Regions from separate parts of the Mus musculus genome. Here all the other regions are linked to region 3. Evidence: chromatin contacts called from public Hi-C, Micro-C and promoter capture Hi-C data. All regions are on one chromosome and are shown on one strand. Each heading gives the region's core, a stretch centred on a gene start, on an enhancer-like site or on the middle of the called end of the contact. The rest is flanking DNA. Distances are from core to core; before and after follow the strand shown.

Region 1 (3,365 bases), core at 1-2,500, 3.0 Mb before region 3:
TGGGGAGGGAGCTTTAGGAGTGAAAGGAAGCCCTAAGTGCAGGGGACCTCCAAAAGCTTCTTTCTTTTTTTTTTTTTTTTTTTTTTTGGTTTTTCGAGACAGGGTTTCTCTGTGTAGCCCTGGCTGTCCTGGCACTCACTTTGTAGACCAGGCTGGCCTCGAACTCAGAAATCCGCCTGCCTCTGCCTCCCGAGTGCTGGGATTAAAGGCGTGCGCCACCACGCCCGGCCAAAAGCTTCTTTCAAGAAGCTATGAGAAGGAAAAGGAATAGTTGGGCCTTTCTAATGATTACTCAGAACAGAATGGTGAGTGTACCCAGCCAAACCCCGTAAGAAGTGTGCCAGGGGCTGGAAATTTTAGGAAGGAAAAATACATTATCTTAAGATGAACCCAGCATACTAGGAATGGCTCCTTTTTCTGAGTATGGTCCAGTAACCCGAACTTCACCTGCCCAACTGCATTAACTCTTCAGCACAGAGACAAGGTCATAGTCACACCCAGAAGTATATTCCAATCTATCACATAAAATTGGTAGTGGTGTTTCACACCTGTAATGTCAACACTCAGGAGGTGGAGGCAGGAGGATCAGAAACTAAGGGCTAGTAGCTTCATGGGAGCCTGTCTTATAAAACAAACAAGAACAACAACAACAACAACAACAAAAAACCCGCCAAAACCCCAAAGGTTACTGTCAATTTTATTAAATTATTGCCTTGGTCCGGAATCCCCTGCCCTGCACATTTGGCATGAGAAGCACAGGTCTGGGCAACACAGATGCAGAGGGTCATCGTCAGGGGAGGGGATCCACGGCCACACTTCTGGGACAGGCTCTGTACTGGGCTCTAACACATTTAAGTCCTCACTCACATCGATGTTTAAAAAGCAGTTCTCCCACGCAGCGGAGGTGCAACTGGCACCGAACAGCTCTCGGTTCCAGGCATCCCCCGCGCTTGGGCTGCCCCGCACGTGGCGCCCGCTTGGGCCGCGCCCCCTTCTCATCGCTGCCACGGCTGCGTCACTCTCATTCGCCAGGACGGCGTCGCCAAGCGAATGAACTACAGCCTCTCGCTCGGAGCCTCCCGCACCCATCCCACGCTCTACCACGAAAGCGTGAGATCACCGGGGGGGGGGGGGGGGGGGGGGAGGGGGAGAAGCGCCGCTTCACGCCGAGAACTACATTTCCCGTCAGGTCTTGCGGCGTCGCGCAGCGCGCGCGCAGGCGCGCGCTCGGTGTGCGTGGCGGCGTCAGCGGTTCTAGAACGTTGCTGTGGTAGCGCTCGGGCGCCATGTTAGGACGAAGGGGAAGGAGGAGAAGCGCTTAAAGCGGCGGGGCACGGGTGCAGGACTGGGTTGGCCCCGGGGCTGAGGTAGGCTGCCGTCCTTCCCGCCTCGGTGGATCATGCCCAGGACGGCAGCGGTCGCGGGGGGGAAGTGACTGGGCGGTGCCGGCGCCGGAGACGATGCCGTTGTAAGTGATTGGCGTGCTGAGTGAGGCGCACGCCGGCCGGGCCCCGGGGGTGGCGGAGGGGGAGGGGAGGCGCACGGGCGCCCCGGGCCGCGGCTTCCGGCCCCTCGGGCGCGGGGCCCCCGCAGGATCCCCAAGCGGAACGGCGCCCGGCGCGGACTGGCGGGCCGCGGCTCCCGGGTTCCTTCCTGTCCCGGTTTCACCATGGCGCCGTCCAGCCCCCTAGTTCCCCACTTCCGCTTCCCTCGGAGCGGGTGAGGAACCGGGGCCGGGAGGGAGCAGGCCGCGCTGGCGGCCCGGGGGCAGCTTCCGGAACGGCGGGCTGCGGGGCGGCGCCGTCCCTGCTTTGTTGTGACTAGGCAACCTGGCTTCGGCGCGCTACCTGATCGCTCCCGCCCTTGGGTCACTTGTGTTGTGATTGCGAGTGTACGCTTTGAGCTAATTCACTTAGGCCTTCTAATGTCGCTAGGTCTACTTTACACACTTGACCGTGATTTTTCTTTACTTAATTTCCCCCCTCCCCCCTTTTCTCCTAAGAAAGATATTTGGAAACCGGTTGTTGGGATTCGAAAGTAGATGAGGGTTTTATGTTCCAACTAACCTATCTTGGCGAAAAGGCTTTAGGTCGTGCGACTGCTTTTCTTCCAAACAAGAGAGGCAGTTTTGGACGTAGCCTCAATGTGACAGATCTAGGGTTGTACTTACTAATTTAAAAATGGATTTCATGCGCTTTTCTTTCTCACACACTAGCTTGCTAGCTTTACTCGACCCTGATGTTTAGTCCAGAGACCTGTCAGCTGTATTTCTGTAGTGATAACATTTGTTGGGCTTAATTAACCACAAAGTTCCCTTTGACTCCTTATTCATGGAACAAGGGTAAAGGAGCACGAGAATAGAATCTATAAAGATGTTTGGTGTTTTTCAGTGGGGTTCAAGTAGATGTGAGTGAGTGAGGTGTTGTCACATGATGACCTTGTATTAGCTCATCCAGACTTTTTTCTGATACATCAGTGCTTAAAAAAAGATATGGTTGCACACTCTAAAGGGAAGGCTTCGGATTAGAAATGTTATCTTGTGTCTGGGAGTGAAGGTAGGAGGGAGAGTACAGGTTTCCTGCAGTTTTTATTTCAGTGCACTTCTGAAAGTGGAACGGTACAAGGAGGCTGCATGAGCACCGCACATGTCCAGGTCTATGCTTGAAGTTCTTCAGTCTATTTCCTTTAGGTTTAAAAAAATGGAGCCAAGACAGATGGACATGCACATGACCCCTTTTTTTTGTGTGTTTCATGGGATTTGAACTCTATAGCCAGTTTCTTACAAGCTGTTCTATCTCCATCCAGAGTGTACTGGGACTTTTAATCCAGGGAAACCCAAGACTGCCTGGCTGAGGAGGACAGGCCTGCCTTCCTCCTCATTACTTTGTTTCTTGAGGGCTCTGTCCCTGAGCTCACCTCTCCATGGGACGCCTTGTTCTTCTGTGTGCCAGCATCACTTGCCATGATTTTTACTTTTGATCTTTTGAATTGAGATTTCCTGGATAGTTTGTGTTTGGTATCCAGTGTGGGTTTTGGTGTGCCTGTTAAATTTAGACAATGTAAGTTGGGATTGAAGCATAGACAGTTCAGGTGAATGGTCAGAATGGACTGAGTCGTTACAAAACATTCTCAAAGGTATATGGTTTGTGTATAATTACATACATAATTTGGAAAATGCTGGTACCTTTTGATTGCCATAGTGGTGAAACTTAGAAAAGTTATGGAGGAAGCTAAAGCTTTTTAAAATACTTGAAATTTCTGCATTCTCCATTAACAGAGTTTCTCACCTCAGTGCTGTAACCCTGGTAATTTCTGGAGGGCCCTTCCCACGTCTTGTTGGGTGTGTAACAGTACCTCTGACCTGC
Region 2 (3,262 bases), core at 468-2,967, 4.4 Mb after region 3:
AGGGTATCTTTGGTGTCCAACCAGACCTGCAGAGGACCTGGAAGAGATGTATGGGTGAAGGGCAGAAACTCACTTTCCCCTGTTGTCTTCCACCCTTAAGGCCCCTGTCTTCCTCATACTTCCAGCCCCTCGAGCCCAGATCCACGTCTCTCAACTGGAGTAGACTTGGGCCTCCAGCAACCTGAGAGGCCTGTAGGAATGAGCAGGTCAGGTGAGGGAAGTGTATAGTATTGCAAAGAAGCCTAAGCGGCAGAGAGTTCCATAAGGGTGTATCAGGAGTTCCTTGGCACAGTAGACAAGAACTCAAGTCTTTGTGCTTTTCAGGGCGCTTCGTGTTTAAGGTGTGCAGTATAGCATGGCTCTGAAGCGAGGGCAGGAAGAGCAGGTAGAAACTAGCTGGGCGAGGCCATTTGCTGTGTGGCAAGGGGCCAGGAAGGAGGAGACCCTGAGGCAGAATAGCTGAAGGTATCCAGATGAGCAGAGGAAGGTCTGCAGCAAAACACAGGGAGGGTCAAGGTAAAGGTGAGCCCGCAGTCTCCGCACTTCCGGAGGGCGTGGCCATCCTGTAGACCGCCGTTAAACTGGCAGGTGCCAAGGGACAGCTCTGCCCCTCCCTCTCACCTCACTTTCCTTTTCCGCACCGCACCCTCTCCCTCTCCACCTGCCTCTTCTTTCCTAGCTTTGAGATGCAGAGTACACGCAGTACTGTCTGTCCGCTGCTCCAACTATTTTTGGTGGCGACATCGAGGGCACAAAGCTTAGTTTGTGTCCGCTCGAGCGTTCAGGTCTCGCCCCAGCAATTCTTCCTGCCACTCGTCGCCTACAGGCTTGTCTCTGGATCACCGTTGGCAGCGTCCGGCCTTTGTCCGGCCCTCCTCCACACGCACTGGCGCACATAATGTGATCTTTCGCATCCGGCTTCCCACAGAGGCTGCTCTGGCTTCACCTAGGTTGTAGCCACGTAGTAGGCTCATGCCGGTTGCGGAGGATAGTTGCCGACTGCATGTCTTTCCCCGTGCATCAGGTTGCACTCTGGGTTCATTCTGCCATTGTCATGTAGCTACTGTGAATCCTTGCGGGATTCTCAAAGCTTACCAAGATTGCTCCTGAAGGGCTGAGTGCAAAACTAAGTTCAACCTTAAAAGAGAGGGCCGCACCCTTTTATGAAGTGGAGAATTTTCCTTAAAAACTGCTCTTCTAGTGGCTGGAGGAAGAATGAATATGGGGACAAGGAAGTCTGGGGCTGGCTGTACATGAGAGGGAGGATGGCTTTCCGAAGAGACTTCTGGCGACGTGGCCCCCGGAACTCCCCACCCACTTCGCAGGGCTCAGCTGCTTCTCGCGGAGGCCTGGCGACCCCTGGCGGCGGGTTCCTTCCAGGGCGGCTTCGCAGAGACACTCCCTTCGTGGCTGGGTGGAGCCACATTGCTCCTTCCTCCGCTCCTCCAGGGAACACCTCGGGCGCATGCGCGCCCTCCAGCCTCGCGCTTCCCTAGCCCGGGGTTGCTAAGGCGGTTGATAAGTCGAGGTGCTGATTGGTGAGTTCCAACGGAGTTGGCACCTCCAATCCCCGCCCCCGACCCCGGAAGTGCCTGCCTACGGGATAGACTGGTAGGCACTCAAACGCCAGAGTCATCGTTCATTGGGCCTGAGGGGAGAAGGCGGGCCTCATCCGGAACTGTGATTGGTCGGGGTCCCGAGCGGGCAATCCGAGGCTGTCTAGTGCTGGCTGTATGCGGCGGCGGCGGAGCCGGGTGGAAGGGGCTGCCCGGGCCCTGCCTGAGGCTGTCGCCGCGCTGAGTCGGTGCCTGCCTGCTGGGCCCAGCCCAGAAATCTTCCGCCGCGCCAAGTTCGATCGACCTGAGGCGGTGAGGCTATTCGAGTAGGCGGTCGGGGTCGGGGCAGGCGTTGCCTGGGCTGATGTAGGTGACACCTGATACCCGCTGACTACAAACTCCTCGTTTGCTTCAGGCTCCAGTGCTCTGGCAGCTTCTCTTGCGCGTGCTCTCACCGCTTGCTGCAAACAATACCTGGACCGACCTTGCCCCAGGTAAGCCCCGCCCTCTCAGAAAGCCGCTCCCCAAGGCTATTGTAGTTTTGTCTTAACCCACCAAGTCCCGCCCCATCAAAGCTCCTCTGTTGTTTCCTCCCTTCCTGCAGGCACCTGCTCCTCTCGCTGTTGCGCCCACTTCCATTAGTATAAGTTCCCACTAGCCTTTACCACGCTTACCTGGGTAGTAGTGGCTTTATCACTCCAGTGAAACGCTGAGACTGGCCAACCACTCACAGAAATCCTGCCCGTTGGTTATCACTTTGCCTCCTCATAGACTCTCAGATCTCGCCTCCTTAGTCCACGCTTAGCAGGTTCTAAGCTTAGGGGGTGCTCTCAGGTCCCCAGAGGGATCCAGGTGAAATCTCCAGGTTAGCACCCCCTGATCTGATCATTTCCCACTCCAGAGGCCCAAGCCTGTGTGGTGAAATCAGCACTGGGCTCCCAAGGCTACCCCAGGTCTGTGCTGCTACAATTTCCAGACGGCAGTTCTCAGGGAAGCCGGGAACTGCTGTTGGCCCTGTCTTGGCTCCTCGCCCGAGGACCCTTGCTTGAGCAGCTGCTTGCCCAGACCCGTGTGCAGCTGGGTGACCAGTTGCCCCAGTGGGAGGTGAGTATGTAATTGAGGGTGTCAGAGCCCTGCTTTGCCCAGAACCCGTGGATTTCTCCGGGCTTCCAGCTCATGTGGTATTTGCCCTTGGTGTGGTTCTCATCCAGCTTTGAAGCTGAGGATGTACGTCAGTAGTACAGCTTCCCTGTCCTGGTCCTTCCTCGAGATATGGGATGTATAGCAGGGCTGACTCTTGTTCCCTCTCTACTGTGAGGCCCCAACCAGTCCTGGTCCTCCTGCACCCTTTGTGGAACCAAAGAGCCCCGTGGATCTCCGACTAGTGGAATGGCTGATGGGAAGGCTGCGGTTTAGGTGGCGATGCCTGATCTCTAGTCAGCAGGAGCAGTGTATCCTCCTCAGCAAGGTAATACAGGCACATGGCTCTTCACCCTGTGCCCAGGCTGCCTTTCCCTGGGGTCCATCTCTGTCACCACTATTGGACCACTGGACTGCTGGGCTTATCCCAACTCTGACCTTTACAAGCAGGGACGGACCGTGCTTTACCTGTGTCCTGGTGAGCAAGGTGTGGAAGCCCTCGGTGAAGTTGTCTGGTGCCCTTCTGCAGCCTCTGCCCCCAGTATTACTGGGGTATCCTGAGCCCA
Region 3 (3,664 bases), core at 476-2,975:
AAACTATACACGTAGCCAAGGCTGGCTTTAAACTCCTGACTTACCTCCCTCTCCAAAGATTAAAAACCTGCACAAGGACACCTTGCTAAGTATGTTTAAAATTATAAGATGCCCAACTGTTTAAGTTTGGCCTAAGATGCATGTAATGCATTTAGAATACTCTCCTGCCTCAACACTAACAACTCCGGTAGATAAAAGTAATCCAGAATATTCAACAGATGAAGCTGACCGTTAAATCTAAGAAACAAATAAGATACACTTGGCTCAAATTTTCGGTTCTTGGAAAAAAAAAAGGCAATCTAACTTTATGTTGCTTTAAACCACACCTGGTCTATCGAAAGGAAGCACAGAAGAAACACTTCACTACAATGTATCTTAAGCAATTTGATGATTTGAACAAGGAAAACCTAAGCTGTTACTTATAATAGGGAAATCACAAAAGACATGGAATTTTCAAAGAGCTAAATGCAAAGACTATTTAAAAGGAATATTTTTAAATAGTCCTTTTCGGCAAAAGGAATGTTTATGAGCGAGGAATAGGCGAAGCCTGTGTCAAGTTATTCAAAGATAGAAGGGAGTTTTCAGAAAGCTACAATAGTGGAGTCGCTCGACAGGAGCAGCCAGACCCTTCGTTCCAACAGGCACCCAACGGCTGGGTCTCCGGTTTCCGCGGGTCATAAAAGAATAACGGACACACTTCCAACGGTGAACCCTAGGCTGCGCGCGCCGCTTCCGCTTGCCGCGGTCGCCTTCGCGCGCCGCCCACCGGCACGCGACCAAAGAGCCCGTGGCAGCACACGGTCGGCTACGCCGTCCGTGCCGCTACCGCACGAGACCCCGAGTAACGAGTAAAGGCAAAACGAACGGGAAACCAAAAATCAAGCACAGGCGTTTCTCGTCAGAGCAGACTTTATTGCGGCCACGCGGCCGCCGGTCGCACGCCCCGCCGGCAGCACGCCAGCCCCAGGCGCGCGCCCCCCTTCACCCCAGCTCGTTACCGTGCGCCTGGGTCGCGCGGAAAGTTCGCCGGCTCCCGAGGCGTAAGGCGCAGCGCCGACGCCCCACTCCTGTCAGCGACTGGGGCCCCGGAGCGGCACTTTTGTCACTGTTGCACCGCGGACGCCGGGGTTCGCGCGACGCCGAGCGCCGTAAGGCGACGGCGGCGCGGAGCTGACGTCACGCGCCGGGGGGGCCAGCCAGCGCGCGTGCGGGCCGCCACGCCCCCTACCCCAGCGGGGGCCCCCCCAATCGGGAGGACCCTGGTTGGGAGTAGGCGGGGCCCCGGCGCCTCGAGGGGCCCTGCGATTGGTAGCGAGGGAGGAGCGAGAGCCGGAACAGCGAGTGGGGAATCGGGGACGGGGCGGGGCCGAGAGCCCCGCGGAAGTCTCGCGAGGCCGAGCCGGAGCAGAGTGTGGCGGCGGCGGCGGCGGCGAGATCTGGGCTCGGGGTTGAGGAGTTGGTATTTGTGTGGAAGGAGGCGGAGGCGCAGGAGGCAGGGGGCAGCGTAACGCCGGCCCGGAGGGCGGGAGGAGGCGCGGCCACAGCCAGGGCAGGCAGCCGAGGCGAGGCGAAGGCAGGCGGGGAAGCAGGACAGGCAGCGGCCGAGCGAGCGAGCGAGCCAGCGCGGGGCGCACCGATCTCGGGAGGCGGGGAAGCCCCGCGGCCGCCGCGCCCGCCCCTTCCCCCGCCGCCCGCCCCCTCTCCCCCCGCCCGCCCGCTGCCTTCCTCCCTCTGCCTTCCTTCCCCACGGCCGGCCGCCTCCTCGCCCGCCCGCCCTCCCTCCCGCAGCCCAGGAGCCGAGGCCGCCTGCCGCGGCGGCCGTGGCGGCGGAGCCCTCAGCCATGGCCTCGGGCGACACCCTCTACATCGCCACGGACGGCTCGGAGATGCCGGCCGAGATCGTGGAGCTGCATGAGATCGAGGTGGAGACCATCCCGGTGGAGACCATCGAGACCACGGTGGTGGGCGAGGAGGAGGAGGAGGACGACGACGACGAGGACGGCGGCGGCGGCGACCACGGCGGCGGCGGGGGCGGCCACGGGCACGCCGGCCACCACCATCACCACCACCACCACCACCACCACCACCCGCCCATGATCGCGCTGCAGCCGCTGGTGACGGACGACCCGACCCAAGTGCACCACCACCAGGAGGTGATCCTGGTGCAGACGCGCGAGGAGGTGGTCGGCGGGGACGACTCGGACGGGCTGCGCGCCGAGGACGGCTTCGAGGACCAGATCCTCATCCCGGTGCCCGCGCCGGCCGGCGGCGACGACGACTACATAGAGCAGACGCTGGTCACCGTGGCGGCGGCCGGCAAGAGCGGCGGCGGGGCCTCGTCGGGCGGCGGTCGCGTGAAGAAGGGCGGCGGCAAGAAGAGCGGCAAGAAGAGTTACCTGGGCGGCGGGGCCGGCGCGGCGGGCGGCGGCGGCGCCGACCCGGGGAATAAGAAGTGGGAGCAGAAGCAGGTGCAGATCAAGACCCTGGAGGGCGAGTTCTCGGTCACCATGTGGTCCTCGGGTGAGTGCAGGCGGCGCGCCGCCGCTCGGGATGTTTTTGTTTTGAAGGGAAGCCATGTTTTATGTGTGTGATGGGCGCCGCCATCTTCTCCGCCCGGGCAAGTATGGCGGCCCCAAAAGATGGCGGGGGCGGCGGGCCGCGAAGATGGCGGCGCGGGGGAGGGGCGGCGCCCGGCTAGGCCGCAATGGCGTAGTTTGTGCGAGCGGAAGCGGGCTGGGGCGGCGGGCGGGGAGGGAGGGGCCAGCGCCCCTCCACGCCCGAGCCAACGGACGTGCGGCGGGGCCGGTTGAGGGCGCCGCCCCGCGCCGGACCACCCGCCGGGCGTTGACAGGGCCGTGGCGCAGGGCGGACGCGCGCCGCTCCCCCGCCGTCCCCCGGGGGCTGTCGGGGCCCCGCCCCGCTCGGCTCCGCTCAGCTCGGCCCCCTCGGACGCGAAGCGTCTCCCCGAAGCCCTTCCCGGAGCGGGCGGCGCATAGCCCCGCCGCAGCTGCCCCGCGGTCACGCTGGCCCAGGCCGTCGCCGCTGCGGGGCGGGACTTGGGTGGCACGTAGGGCGCTCGTGTGCGGGTTCGGCGGCCGTTGGAACCTGTCACCCGCGCTGCCAACGCGCTCCTCGCCTGATCGACCTAGAACGGGAGTTAGGGGAAGGAAGAGCCACAGCATTTCAGCGGCCTTTACGCGTTGTGAATTTTGTTTTTTAAGTCGTGGGCCCTATGCAGACAGACTGGGCTGGTTTACACAGCTTAGGATATTTGCCAACAAACTAATAAAAATCGCTTAGTTATCAGTATCTCTGGTCTTGTTTTCCCCCACGAAAAGAATAAAAAAAGTGGATAATTTGTTTTACTGATTTAATACGCCTTTTAGCGAAAGTCAGGAAGCCTGTGTAGGGCACCGAAGAGTTCCTTCCCCGCATGAGTAAACTCAAGGTAGAGCCCTGGAAAGGCTGTTGTTGACTGTTCACTTTATCCTAGTACTGTGTTAACAAGCTAGTCAGCTTTATTGTTAAGAAACTACTACTAGACAGAATAATCTCACCATACCTAGTTCATGTAGCCCTAGTGATTAAATTTGATGAATTTGAAAGCATAACTTGAGCCTTGATGTGTAGTTTATTAAAATGTTAAAATTTTGGGAAACGAGTG
Region 4 (3,434 bases), core at 105-2,604, 3.8 Mb before region 3:
TCAGCTTCCTCTGTTGTCTGCTTTCTCTGCAAGTCTGGTGTGCTCTAGGGTACCGCTAACCCAGCGCAGGGCCAAGACTGCAGATTAGATAGTGGGCTGCGGAGGCCTGCTGGCCAGGATCTGGATCTGCGTACTACCGGCGGGAGAACTGACCACACCCGGGGCTCTGTTCTAGGGGGAAGTCCATGTAAAAAAACGACGCGCCTGCCCACTCTTCTGCACCATCCCCAGCAGATGTGCAAGCAAGCACTCTACCCTGGGGCCATCATCATCTACACCGGAATTCACTAAGAGAATACTCTCTTTTATTACTGTCTGTGTGCATGTGACGGGGTGGAACTCTGGACGTCGCTTACACTAGGAAAACGACTTCCTACTGAGCTACATCCTCACCCTCCGTTTTCCCTCTTAAAAAGGGTCCTGCTGTACGGCCCGGGCTGACTCGGGCTTATTTAGAACTCCTGAGTTCAACTGATCCTCCTGCCTCAGCCTCTTAAGAGGCAAGGCAACGTTGCAGACAATGGCCACAGGGCCCGGCAACCCACCAATTCCCTTGTTCTTTCAATCCTTCCCGACCCCAGTAGTCACCGAGACCCCAAAGCCAGCCGTCCCACGGCTAGAGCACTTTACACGTTTCTACGAGAAGAGCATCATTCTAGAGGCCAGGGAGAGGGCTCAGCGTGCCAAGGGACTTACCCTGCAAGCTAGAGTTCCATCCCCGGACCCTTTATAAAAGTCGTCTTCTGAAGATGCATGCACGCAGATCATACATACACAATACTTATAGTTTTATGCTAAAAAAAAAAAAAACCTCATTCTGGAGGAAGAATCCCACGGGAGGCCGCAGGACACGGCTTGGATGTCCATGTGCATGGCGGGTCGGAGGCTGGAGCCCCGGGCAGACCAGGACACGCCAGGTTCGCGGCTGGCCTCAGCCGGTGAGGCATGGAAGGCCACCTCCTCTCTGGTGCACGCCATCGCAGGACTACCGGCCGCGTTACCGTAGCAATCACCGCAAAAGGAACCGGAAGCTGCGTCTGGACGTGACTCCTTCCCGGCGTGCCGCGGGCGGCAGAAGCCCCGCCTCGCGCCTGCCCTATCATCTTGGCGTATCCGGCCAGGCCTCGAACGCCCGCACGAGGAAAGCCGGCTTCCTCTAGTCACGCCTCTTCATGCCCTTCACCGACGGACGTCCGATTTGTCCAATCAACACGCAAAGCGGTCGTCCTCGCTCACTAGCAAGCCTGTAGGACGCGGCTCCCAGGGAAGGCCCACCCTACGGTGTAAGCGATGTGATTGGTGGAATTGAGCCAGTATTGTCCAATCACGAGACTCATCCCAGAGCTTGTCCAATGAGAGCCTCTGGTGGGCCGGCCGGACACCACGGGCTCTGTAAGCCCTGGAGTGGCCGCAGAGGCGGTGGACAGCGAGCGGGCATGAGCGCGTCCCTGAGCCGGGCGGCGGCGGCTCTGCTGCGCTGGGGGCGAAGCGCTGGTGGCGGTGGCCTGCCCGGAGCCGGCGTGCGGGCGGCGAGCTCGGGCGGCCAGGCGGAGCAGCTGGACGCGCTGGTGAAGAAGGACAAGGTGGTGGTGTTCCTCAAGGGGACGCCCGAGCAGCCCCAGTGCGGCTTCAGCAACGCCGTGGTGCAGATTCTGCGGCTGCACGGTGTTCGCGACTATGCGGCCTACAACGTGCTGGACGACCCGGAGCTGAGGCAAGGTCAGGCCCGTGGGATCCGATTGCGAGGGCGCGGTGAACTTGAGCAGATCCCGAGGAGCAAGGGCCTTCCCTGGTTGTGTAGCCACATGGGCGGAGGGTTCGCCTCGGCCCACCTCGGGGCGAGATGTTTCTGACTGCATAGGAGAGGGGGTAGTCGGCATCATGATCCCCTCTGAGCAGGTCGACTGGGGAGTGGCTGGCTGAGAGGGGGACTCACTGCGAATACCCTTGGGGACAATTTGAGGGCTTGGAAGCCAGCAGCGTACTTGCTAGGTGAGGGACTGATGCTACTACGTATGTAGGGAAGAGGTTTCAGGCTTGCCTGTGTGTGCCTAACGAGGTCAGAGGCTGACTAATAATGTTTAAGGCCCCGAGGGTCAGGGACTGTCTTCTTGCTGGAGAGAAGGTTTCACCATAGTCTAGCCGGACTCACGTTGGGAAAGACACGAAGTTTGTTTTTTAGATACTGTAGCATCAAAGAACAGTGTGTGGAGACTAAGACATGGTAGAGGCTCAGCGGAAAGAGGAAGCCACTAAGAAAACTTCTGACCCCCGACCAGATTAGCAAACTGCGGCCAGGTTGGGCCCAAAGGGCAGAGAGCAGAACAGCTTTTTACTGGCCCCAAGGCAAAGCGACTGCGTCCTGACGTCTAGTTGGAATCCTTTATACACAGTACCAGGCAGGCGCCTTTCTCTCCGTCTTGTGCTTGCTGTGAGCGAGGAAGAGAAAGGCCAGGGATTTGGTTCTGATTCTTGGCAAGAATCGGTCAAGGTGGGCCGGGTAATGGGAAAGCTGCCCCCTCCCCGCACCCTGCTCCTCCTTCAGTGGAATCCGGGGAACCCTGTATTCAAGTAGCCCCCCCCCCCCCATCTTACTGATTTAGTGCTCTGGGTTGGTCACTGTGCTGAGAGGAGACTTGTCTGTGTTAGAATGGAGTATGCAACATTTGCAATTACTGATTATAGTTGTTCGTCGTATGGTCATTCTTCTTGATGAGGCTGGGGCCGTGGAGAGCAGGTTTGGCTTGGAATCATCTGTGGTGGGTCTGCAGCACAGCCTACTGTAATACTACTTCATTATACTGCCTTCTCAGTATAATGAAGATTATGACACCGAACCTGGCAGAGTCCACGAGGAAACGAGAGAAAATAAGAATTACAGCCGGGTATAGTAACTCACTTCCATAACCCAGCTCTCTTCAGGCGGAGGCAGGGGGACCACCAGTTCAAAGTCAGGCTGCACTGCATTGTGGGAACCCCCCACCCCCTTCTCTACTGTATATAATAATGTCATCCTCTCTGGCACAGAAGGCACCCACCACGTGGCAGCAACTTTATTATTGAATCTGATGGCTTCCAAAGCACTTTTCCTCCATGTTGTTAAGTGGCTAACCCCACACTTGTTCCCTGTGATAGTGTTGATGGGCGGTAAAGCAGAGAAAGGGAGGCGAGGTAATGAGTGCTAACAGGAATGATGGCAAGCCAGGCATTGTGCTCTGAACCCTGCGTTTTCCTCCTCAGCTAACATTTGGCTGCTTGTGAGGCTCTGGGGTTATCTGGCTCAGGGCATGCAGTAGCTTTGGGTCAGAGGTGGCTCCCTGCAGGGGAAGATAAGGGGCTACTCTTCGGCCTCTGAGCTGGGACCTACCTGCGGTAGCGTGTTGCCCTGCTAGCGGGGCTCTTAGCAGACAGCTGCGTTGAGGATATCTCGTTTA
Region 5 (3,339 bases), core at 777-3,276, 3.1 Mb before region 3:
TATAAAACAAATAATAATGTCCACCTGCTAGTTTCGGTGTCTCTTCAAAGAGTACTGCACTGCACACCAAAGCATCCATCAACATTCCCACCCTCAAGACTCCTTAGTCAGCTTTCAGCAGTGACGAGACACCAAAAACATCTACCCTGAGGATGTCAGGTCCTCTTGATCTCTTCAGCCCCTGCCCATTTTCCAGCCTCGGAATAAGACAGTTTGGCCACAGAAAAGAAAAATGTAGCCCATTCAAACTGTACTGGAGAGGCTAAGGTGAGAGCTTTGTCATGAGTTCCAGGCTACCCTGGGCTACACGACAAGTGTCTGGGCAGCTAGGACTACATAATAAACCTGGCCAAAAAAAAAAAAAAAAAAAAAAAAAAATCCCGTTTGCTGATAGGAAAGAACAGCAGCTCTCCCGAGGCATGGACTCTACTGTCCTTTTATGATAACTGAACTTGGGTTAACTACTATACCTGTCTTTCGGCAGACTGTGAAAGCCTAGGACTATTTTGGTATAAGGCAGGTCTTTCTGTTACTCAAACTAGAGCTGTCTAAACTAACTTGTGTGTGCTCTCTGGTTTAAGTCACCTAGTTTCGTTACAATTACCTTGTGTCATACCTCTTAATACAAGTTGTCAAGGAATTTCCATAATTTAAGCTTTTCGAAAAAAGAGTAGACTCGACAAACCCAAGGCCTTAAGTAAAATAGTAGGCATTTTAGCCCACTGATGCAAATACAACTGCTTCTGGCGAACTGAATATACTCAAAGTTCAGGTGAAGTCAACTCACAGCCTCTAGGAGGAAACAGGTTCTTTAAAAAAAGGCTGACGCTGCGGCTTCGGCTCCCGAGCTTTTGCAACATTTGCGTTTACGACCTGTCGATCTATCACGTGAAGCAAAAGGGCAAATCTAAACAGCACTACTGGGGCCATTCACAACCTCACGCAAGCAGAGCAGGCAAACTGGCAAGAGGGGCCTTCGCCTAACTTTCTTTCAGTGAATGAAGACAACCAACCCAGCAAACGCAAATATACCAGCATCCAGACCAAAATAAATAACTGGGGATTTCTGTCACCTCCTCTTCATCTTTAATTTTTCTTAACGTCATCCACAGAAATAGGGTTTGTTTGCCTAGGAACACCGCAGACACTCGCAGCCCAAGAGGCAAGGGTGGCCACGTACTTTCCTGGGCCTGCCTCACAAGCGCCCCCCCCCCCCCCCAACCAATGACTCGATTGTTTCGCCCCGTGTGTGCCTCCATTACACCGTTTAAGCCGGAGCACGTGATCTAGGAGCGCAAACTTGCTACACTTTACACACTTCCCTGAGCCGGGCCACACTTGAATCTAAACAATTCCCAAAGGAGAACCGAACGTGCCCGATGCTGGATGACAGTCGCTCAGGTCTCGCCCTGGGGAGAGCCAGTTCCTACCCCTGCTGGCTGACAGCAGCTTACCCATTTGTCCAAGGGGACCTGGGCAAGGGACCCGGTGCCCTGGTACAGATCCAGGCTCAGCTGCTCCAGGCTCAGCTTCTCCTGCAGGAAGTGGCCCAGGTACCTCTGTAGGAGGTAGCGACAGGCCCTCTTCTTGATGGATTCTGAAAATGGCCAAGGCATGGTGAGGGCTGGCGGCTCGAGGGAGCCGGGGCTGCACGCGGCGGCGACTCGGGGGATCCGACCTGGGCTCCAGGCAGCGGCAGCGCCTCAGGGTCGGCCCGGCGGCGTCCCCAAGCCGCGGTGGGGATCTAGGTTCGCGGTGGCCGCTGCATGTCGGTTCGGCGCCGCCGTCCCTCAGGGCAACCCCATGGCCCGCGTCGCGACGCTCGCACTAGGCCCGGCGGGGACTGGGCGCTGAGCAGAACCGGGCGCCCCAAGCCGGGAGCTTCCGAAGCGCTCCGTCGGTAGGGAGACAGAGGGACAGACAGAGAGGGCTGGCGGCTGAGGCGAGACAAGACTCCGACGCGGCGCGACTAATTTGTTGTCATCTACTGGGCGCGCTCCCGCCTGAGACACGCTCCTGGCGCGTTCGCGAGACCCAGACTCCCGGCACGTACTCGAGCAACGGGCACAAGCGGAAGTGACGCCATATTGCGGGGCTGGAAAGGCAGGAAAAAAAGAGTCCGGGCCGGAGCATTTCCGGTGGTGAATGGGCGGGGCAACTGCGGGGGCGGGGGTGGTGCCGGCGCCGCGATCCTGGCCCCAGCAGTCTCCGGACGAGGAAGGATAAGAACATGGGCGCTCGCAGGTGAGTGGGCGGGCTGGCTGCGGCCCGTGGAGCCTCACCTTGCAGTCGCGGCCGGGTGGTGGGCGCCGGCGGACGCCCGGACTAGGGCTGACGGAGGTCTGGGGGCGGGTCCGGCCTGGGCTGTCCTGCGGGAAGTGATGCGGGGATGCAGGGCGAGGACTGGAGACCCGGCGTTTCTGTCCGGGTTCTGACCGATGCCTATTGTCATCAGGTTGCCCCCCCCCCCACCCCCTTGCCGGCTTTGTTTGCAAAGCATCTAGTAGTTTGCCGTTTGCAGAGCGCCACGCCGACGACCAGGAAACTTGGGATCGGGGCGATTGCGGGCAGTACGGTTTCCTCTGTTAAATCCTGGCGCTTCCCGACCCGCTGAGGGGCTGCTGCCTCCTGGAAGACTTTGTGCTCTCCGCAGGCTCTGCGCAGCCCGATTTTTATCTTTTAGGGAGACAGTCTGTGAAGAGGCGCAGCTGGCTCCTTAGGAGGGCAGCCCCTAAAGGCCCGGAAGTCTGCTGTCCTGGGTTAGATTCCTGACACTTGACACTGGGCCACCTTGAACCTATGCTACCCTCTCTGAGCCTACATTGCCACCTCAGCCAGGTGTGAGCAGATTAATATCATAAACTCGAAAATTGAGGCAAATGAAATGACGTGTGCCGGGAAGGAACCTAAACCGAGTCCTGGATTGAGGAGACCGAATTAAGGAATTCTGGCCCGTGAATGGGGCATCCTCAAAATGGGTTCTTTTGGTTTAGTTGGATTGGGTTTTGAGACAGTCTCTCACTGGGTAGGTAGTTGAGGTTGACTTTGAACTTATGTGGCCCAGACTGCCCTAGAAATTAGGGTCTCCCAAATGCTGAAATGTCAGGCTTGCACCACCACACACCATTCGGAGTCTTTATGTGCTTTGTAAGAAAGGGCCTCTTATTTTTAAAAGATGATATTTTAGTTGGAGACTTGGAGGTAGAAAGATACATGAACGTCTGAGTTATTTTTCAGATAAGAACACCACCTGCAAGGCTTACCACATGCGTAATGCTTGGTAAGTACCAGGAATTTGAGGAGGGAAGACAGGAAGGAGTGTAGCCATCGCAAGGAATG

What was found. Promoter capture Hi-C pulls out the DNA fragments that hold promoters and counts their contacts. A called contact is a pair of places that touch in the nucleus more often than the background predicts.
Region 1: a contact with region 3 is called in a promoter capture Hi-C map of pre-B cells, with 4 times the contacts expected there. The contact joins the promoter of Papola here to the promoter of Yy1 in region 3. A contact is called at or near these places in 1 of 39 promoter capture datasets (pre-B cells), 1 of 484 Hi-C or Micro-C datasets (CD8 T cells), 1 of 115 datasets of contacts at active chromatin or transcription factors (extraembryonic endoderm stem cells) and 1 of 9 other capture datasets (liver).
Region 2: a contact with region 3 is called in a Hi-C map of CD8 T cells, with 6 times the contacts expected there. The contact joins the promoter of Tedc1 here to the promoter of Yy1 in region 3. A contact is called at or near these places in 1 of 39 promoter capture datasets (cranial neural crest) and 1 of 484 Hi-C or Micro-C datasets (CD8 T cells).
Region 4: a contact with region 3 is called in a Micro-C map of the G1E-ER4 cell line, with 7 times the contacts expected there. The contact joins the promoter of Glrx5 here to the promoter of Yy1 in region 3. A contact is called at or near these places in 4 of 484 Hi-C or Micro-C datasets (the G1E-ER4 cell line and erythroblasts).
Region 5: a promoter capture Hi-C map of liver shows a contact between it and region 3, with 4 times the contacts expected there. The contact joins the promoter of Atg2b here to the promoter of Yy1 in region 3. A contact is called at or near these places in 3 of 39 promoter capture datasets (the C10 cell line, cranial neural crest and liver) and 4 of 484 Hi-C or Micro-C datasets (B cells, CD4 T cells, Th1 cells and 1 more).

Annotation. Positions count from the first base shown.
Region 1 is chr12:105,783,447-105,786,811 of GRCm38.p6, forward strand. It overlaps Papola (poly (A) polymerase alpha), which reads left to right and starts at 1,251. Exons shown (of 22, transcript NM_011112.4): 1 at 1,251-1,468. The coding sequence starts at 1,461.
Region 2 is chr12:113,154,704-113,157,965 of GRCm38.p6, forward strand. Tedc1 (tubulin epsilon and delta complex 1) reads left to right here and starts at 1,718. Exons shown (of 8, transcript NM_134041.3): 1 at 1,718-1,868; 2 at 1,972-2,050; 3 at 2,458-2,660; 4 at 2,875-3,024. The coding sequence starts at 1,734.
Region 3 is chr12:108,791,572-108,795,235 of GRCm38.p6, forward strand. Yy1 (YY1 transcription factor) reads left to right here and starts at 1,726. Exons shown (of 5, transcript NM_009537.4): 1 at 1,726-2,520. The coding sequence starts at 1,842.
Region 4 is chr12:105,031,264-105,034,697 of GRCm38.p6, forward strand. Glrx5 (glutaredoxin 5) reads left to right here and starts at 1,355. Exons shown (of 2, transcript NM_028419.3): 1 at 1,355-1,719. The coding sequence starts at 1,437. Snhg10 (small nucleolar RNA host gene 10) reads right to left here and starts at 1,016. Exons shown (of 2, transcript NR_003145.3): 1 at 697-1,016. It overlaps Gm46374 (a long non-coding RNA gene), which reads right to left. Exons shown (of 3, transcript XR_003950254.1): 2 at 2,596-2,838; 3 at 1,715-2,429. It also overlaps Scarna13.
Region 5 is chr12:105,683,215-105,686,553 of GRCm38.p6, forward strand. Atg2b (autophagy related 2B) reads right to left here and starts at 2,027. Exons shown (of 42, transcript NM_029654.4): 1 at 1,455-2,027. The coding sequence starts at 1,616. Gskip (GSK3B interacting protein) reads left to right here and starts at 2,138. Exons shown (of 3, transcript NM_178613.3): 1 at 2,138-2,244. The coding sequence starts at 2,231.